Regions from separate parts of the Danio rerio genome. Here region 2 is linked to region 1. Evidence: chromatin contacts called from public Hi-C data. All regions are on one chromosome and are shown on one strand. The core of a region is the stretch at or near the end of the contact, and the rest is flanking DNA. Distances in the headings are between cores, read along the strand shown. Region 1 holds the start of grxcr1a (glutaredoxin and cysteine rich domain containing 1 a). Region 2 holds the start of bend4 (BEN domain containing 4).

Region 1 (3,429 bases), core at 7-2,506:
GCATTTCCATGACTTTGGGTCATGTTTTAATGTCATCCAGACATCAGGAGGAGATCTCTAGCCAATACACAAACTGATATGTTACTCTGGGATTATTAATTTGCATACATCAAGATGTGTTTGATAAGCCACATTGTTAGTGAGATGTTAGTTTTCTCCTTTAGTTATTTTTAATTGTATATGTAACTTACAGTACTATGTATGTGGGACTTTTATTCTGAAAACAGGAGACAGATTGTTCACCCAAAACTTAAAATGTACTCACCCTAAAGTGGTTTCAAATCTCTTCTGTTGAGCGCAAACTGGAAACTGGTGCCTATTGACACCAAAAAGCAAACTTGTGGCAGTCAGTGGCTACTGTTTTCCAACATTTATCAAAATATCTCCTTTTCTGTTGAACAGAAAAAAACTTTTGGAATAAGTGAATAGTGAGTAAATGATGACAAAACATAAATTTCTAGTGCAACAAGGCCATTGTAAGCCAGCAAGACTGTACTCAAAATTATTTGGCAATGTACTTACAGCATCAGGAGCATGCAAAAAATGTCAATTTGCTGCATCAAATTAACTAATTATGCACTAAAAAGACTGATTATGAACTGAGTGTGCAGTATTTTTGCTCTTTAATGTCTGTTTGCTGTACTTAGGTCATTTTGTATTGTTGGAAAAAATACAAGATATTTTATAGGGCCCTAAACAGGGTCCATAAATAGGACTCGTTTGTGTTGAACCGCTTGTCACTTGAACACATCTTATGTCACAGCTAAGAGAAATGTGCTAAATATCTATACATGAATCTAGGTGTTTATAGACTGTCCCTTTCTCGGTCGGTATTCAGTGTGTACTAGTCCAAGTACCCCCTCTGTATATTTTTCAGACATGTCAGTTAGCTTTGAAATCATCTATTTGACGGAGCTACTCACTATACACATTTGTGTCTAATCAAATATTTCAAATGTTTGGCATATCCAGAGACTGATCTGTACACCATGATTTTATATAAAATTTACTTGTTAATTAATGTGTGATAGGACTAAACAGTGGTCATTAACTAATATTTTCTCAATTCAAATGAGTGGCTGCTTAGACCCGCAAACAGTAATCCTAGCCTGATCTCACAAGGAAACGTAAGTATTTTAAATTTTAGTCGCTAATTCTTACAAATTCGTACGAGTTAAGTCGTACAAAAATGTAGGATTTTAAAAAGGAGGTGTGGCATACAACCCCACCCCTAACCCCAACCTTCATTGGGTGATGAGCAAATCGTACTAAATTGTACGAATTAGATCATACTAGTTATCCACTAAATCAAAAAGTCACGAATTGCCATGAGATTGCATTGGCAATCCATACATCACCGACACGTCACGACTTAACAATCGGATATCGCCAGATTCAAAATCAATGACAAAGAGCTCGTTACTAATGGGCGGGGCTTTCTTCCTATGATGACACGTACAAAGTGAAAAACGCAGACTCGGTGCAGATGCAAACTGAGATGCATGCAATGCTTTTTTAATGTGCTCACCTAACCTAACCCTACCCCTCACAGTGATGTCACTAGCTCCATTGAGTGCATTGTGTCTGATATTGCATCTCTGAGCGATGCAATCTCAGCCTGCATCTGCATCCAGAAACTATCAATTGTGATTAAAATACATAGAATTAATACATTTTTATCATTAGAAGCTGGTTACATTTACAGCCTGTTGCCACACAACTGTGGTTAGACCCCTTATAAAAGTGAATTTTGCATAATTGGTACTCTTTAAGGCCTTTTTGTGGTCTGTCATTTTTCAAGCAAATCAAGGAGTAATTAGAACTAAACAGAGCATTACATCTGACGCTTTCTGCATTTCTGCATCTCAAATTAAGTGCAAAGTCTCAGCATAATTCAGAGCCTGCTGCTAAATCAGTCACTGCCGTGTGTTCATCCACTGATTTGCTGGTGCCTGATTAATATTGGGCTGCATTTCACTTTAGAGTTCAATCAATCATCTGTTCTGGCCGTACAGGCGTCTCCTATTCAGAGATTTGTTTATTCATTTCCTCAAGACTGTGCTGATGCAGGTCTGTGATCAGTGCCCTCATCAGTCATCAATGCTGAAGCACTTCTGTGCCTCATCTGTAATTCAGATCACACCACTGCATGTGTGTGTGTGTGTGTGTGTGTGTGTGTGTGTGTGTGTGTGTGTGTGTGTGTGTGTGTGTTTTCTCTCCAGCAGGCTGATCTTTCTCTAAATGCTGTCACGTCAGAGTGTGTGATTGTCAGTGATCAGAGCTCAAGGGTGTGCGCGTCTGCTCTTAAAGAGACAGTTCGGTCAATAGAGGTAAACACACTTGTTCTTTATTCACTACTTCAGGGGTGTCCAAACTCGGTCCGCGGGGGCCGGTGTCCTGGAGAGTTTATCTTCAACTAGCTTTAACACACCTGCCAGGACATTTTTAGTATATCTAGTAAGAACTTAATTCGCTGGTTCAGGCGTGTTTGATTGGGGTTGGAGCTAAACTCTTAGGGACACTGGCTCTCCTGGACCGAGTTCGGACACCCTTGCACTTCTGGTCTTACCTGTTGCTTTCTACTGGTGAACGCATGAGCACACACACTCTCACTGTCTCTATGAGGTGTTTTGCAGTTTGGGTGAGTGGTTTTGTGAATTGTGAAAAAACTGTAAACTTAATTTCAAGAGTTCACACTTAGTTGATGATTGATTATAAGCAAGTTTGGCATGCTGTCCCGGGAAAGAGCCCTGAGCTCAAAAGGTCCTTGAGCCCTGGGCTCCCTCCCGTTTGCAGGGCGAGAGGGGAGCCTTGAGTTCAGGTAGATCTCGACACATCCCCCTTGATAATACTGATGACTAAAAATTAAAAGCTATGAAAAGATATGCTGCAGGGTGAGAGATTGACTGTAGTGCAACGTTTAGATTAATCAATTCACTTGTTGTGCATGTTTTTGAAATGTGGTAGGAAACCGGAGGACCCGGGGAAAACCCACGCGAGCACGGGAAGAACATGCAAAGCTACGCACAGAAACGACCACCGGCCTGTTAAGGACTAGAACCGGTGGCGTTCTTGCTGTGAGGCAACAGTGCTAACCACTGGGCCACCGTGCCGCCCTATGGAGGGAAATGTGAAGAGGTAGGGGTGGAAGGGGGGATTCTTCAAATCGAAAATGACAGTAGTGAAAACACCCTGGCTCTTTATAGTGGGTTAGGAATGGCCTGATTGGTGGATCATGCATGCTAATGCATAGCCAGCCGTGTTCAATCATAATCACGTGATCCTCTCGAAATTAGTTTATGAATAAACTTCACTTTGTGGATTTGAAATATGTTTCAATAAATAATTGCTGTTGAATTTTGCTGTCTTATTCAGTTTTGCATTATGTTATTGTTTTGAACGTAAGTTTAACATTTTTGAAAACGGCGA
Region 2 (3,284 bases), core at 637-3,136, 380 kb after region 1:
ATGCCAATCCAATTGTTTCTGTTTTTAGACTGTTTTTATCAAGTGTGATTATAAAAGATAGAATGAATACATTTTTACCATTAGAGGCTATTTTAAATAATGATATTTTGGATCATTTCACACAATGCTGCCACACAACTGTGTTTAAACCCCTTATAAAATTGATTTTTGCATAATAGTTCCCCTTTTAATAGTTTTAGCATTCGAAATACAGTAGCAAAAATTATAAGAAGTTTTTTGTTCAATAAAAATTCCCAAAATGTACACACAATTTCAAAAGAAATCACTTTATGTAAAATAAGTTGTCACAGAATAGGAATATACAGTAATAGGCCTAACTAAACTATTGTATCAAACATTGAGGAGACACTAACGTGCCTTTTTTTTATTATTCATTCATTCATTTTCTTTTCGGTTTAGTCTCTTTTTTTTTATCTGGGGTCCCCACAGCGGAATGAACTGCCAACTTATCGAGCATATGTTTTATGCAGCGGATGCCCTTCCAGCTGCAACCCATCACTGAGAAACACCCATACACATACACTACAGCCAATTTAGCTTAATTCACCTATAGCGCATGTGTTTGGATTGTGGGGGAAACCAGAGCACCTGGAGGAAACCCACGCCAACTTGGGGAGAACAAGCAAACTCCACACAGAAATGCCAACAGATCCATCCGAGGCTCCAACCAACAACCTTGTGAGGCTATCGTGCTACTCACCGTGTCGCCACTATTTTAAAATCATCTATTTATTCATTTATTAAATTACAATAGGCGACACGATGGCTCAATGGGTAGCACTGTCACCTGTCAGCAAGAAGGTCAGCATGTTTTCGCCGTGTTGGTGTGGTGGAGTGTACGACTATGAATGTGAGTGTGTATGGTTGTTTCCCAGTCCTGGGTCGCAGCTGGAAGGGCATCTGCTGAGTAAAACATATGCTTGATAAGTTGGTGGTTTATTACGCTGTGGCGGCCACTGATTAATAAAGGGACTAAGCCAAAAAGCGAATGAATGAATGAAACTAGGCAATACAAAGATATATTTGACTAAATTGGACCACAAAACGTTTAATTGCATGGTGTAGCAATAGTCAAAACACAATGTATGGGTCAAAACCATTCATTTTTTTACACCAAAAATCACGAAGATCATACATTACATTCAATATTTTAAATATTTTTAAAAATTGATTAGTAATGTTTATTAGACAGTGTTAAAGACAGTTTTCTCTGAATTTTTATGCTTTATGTTCAAATATCTGCAAGACATAACATCCTAGGTGGGCTATATTTTAATAGAAAGCTTTAGTCAGATTTTAAATCTATTTTTTTTTACATTTATTTTAAATCTCAATTTCTTACAAAAACACCAGCTATTTTGTTGTTCAGTGTCGCATTTAATGTATTTACAAAAAAAAAAAAAACTTTTTACTACAATTACCTGCATGTGAATGCGGAATTTAATACAGTCTATAATTTATTTTATTTTATGTGTTTATTTATTTATTTATTTATTTAGTTATTTATCTATTTATTTAAGTTTGTTATTTGCATTGGTATTTGTATCTTTAACTGCCTCTAGGCTAAGTTTTGTTCAGTTCAGCATAAAACAACAGCAACAAAAACAAACAAGCATGCCCATAGCACCTCTATTTGCCAGAAAAAAACATGGAGGGATCTCACGCACACCTCTTCATATCCTCATGGACCTCTGTCTCATCATCCGACCGACACTCCCACTGATAGAGCATCAGCCGCCGGTGCCCCCTCCGCCGGTATTCCCCTGTTGGTAGAATTAAAGCCAGCGCGTGCGGTTACCGCCAGGGGATTGGAGCAATGACTTGTCAGTAAAGTCACCCACCCTCTGAGTGTCTCAGACACAGTTAGAAGTGTTTGAGACACAGAGAGGCAGGCAGGCGGCGAGACACTGAGCAAACCACACCGGGACGGAACGACTCTTAACTCCGCGGGAGATGGAGGAGGAGATGCTACCGGCTGACGAAGGTCTCTCTGCGGCCAAAATCAGCAGGCAGCAGCGGAGTCCGTACAGCTCCCTTAAAACCTTCCCGAGCAAGCGCACAGTAGGTAAAGCGAGATATGATGACAGACCCACAATGGTGGACATCCCGCAGCTCGGAGACCATCATCATCATCTCAGTCATCAGCATCAGCAGCAGTTTTCTCAGCGCGTGCCGCTTCCCCAATCCCCGCTGCCCATCAGCAGCAGCACCCATCAGCACCGGCTCCCCTGCGAAATCAGGCCCAGCAGCAGAGCTTCCTCAGCGGGGAGCGGCGCGGCGGCGTCGGCTTCATTTGGCAGCCCGCGGAGGGTCGCGGTCGCGGGCCAAGAGTCCGGTAGACTCCGCGCCGAGATCAGCCACCAGACTCCAGACTGCACCTACGGAATAAGCTCAGGTAAGTGGACAAGTTTGCCTAACAAAACTTTTTTATCCACTATGCTGAAAGCAGAGAGTAGGCTAACTATACCGAAAAGAGGAACTGAATTCTCCTGCATATCGCAGCATACATCCATATTTTGGAACCCACGCCCAAATGATGCGACTAATTCAAGCATGCTTAATTTCCCTCAAGAAAATAATGACTAAAAACAGTAGCAGTTGCTTAATTTCAGTAGGCAGTATGATATTGTGAATGCGTTACGGTCTTTTGTGATGCCATGCGAGTTTTCTATTTACCAACATAGGATACTTGTTTGTTTAACATTTATATCACAAGCCCAAGTGCGTAGGAAATCCCTGGAATGAACAATGATCCATGTAAACACAGAAAGCCATGCGTAGAATATCAGTAATTTGTACTCTTTTAAAAGTAAAGCTTCCGAAAAGGTTTGTGTGATGAAGCGGAATCATTTTTGTTGAGCACCTAAATGTTTAACAACCTTTTTCTATAGTGCAAATAACATTTTAATAATCTAAAGTTTACTGAATGTAGTTTTTTTTTTTTTTTTTTTTGGATGTTAAAAGTTTGTGAAACCATTTTAAAATAAAAAGTCGTTGTTTTAAAAAGTTTAATATAGATGCTTTTTATTAAAGTCATACAAGTTTAAATATATTGGTTATTAATGTCACTATTTTTGGTTGCCCAAAATTAAAAAAAAAAAAAAATCTATTTTTAAATTTTGATCAACTTAACATTTATACCTCAAACACAATTGTGAAATCCCTCAAATGAACAATGTTCTATATATGTAAACACAGCAATTCAGGAAATACTGTAGATTGACTCTCTTAAAAATAAAGCTTCCAAAGTGGTTTATGCATGA

The links. A called contact is a pair of places that touch in the nucleus more often than the background predicts.
Region 2: a contact with region 1 is called in a Hi-C map of embryo, with 2.2 times the contacts expected there. The contact joins the promoter of bend4 here to the promoter of grxcr1a in region 1. A contact is called at or near these places in 4 of 18 Hi-C or Micro-C datasets (all in embryo) and 1 of 4 datasets of contacts at active chromatin or transcription factors (embryo).

What each region holds. Positions count from the first base shown.
Region 1 is chr14:49,455,122-49,458,550 of GRCz12tu, forward strand. grxcr1a (glutaredoxin and cysteine rich domain containing 1 a) reads right to left here and starts at 1,257. Exons shown (of 5, transcript XM_073922207.1): 1 at 266-1,257.
Region 2 is chr14:49,832,121-49,835,404 of GRCz12tu, forward strand. It overlaps bend4 (BEN domain containing 4), which reads left to right and starts at 1,887. Exons shown (of 5, transcript XM_690223.11): 1 at 1,887-2,416. The coding sequence starts at 1,975.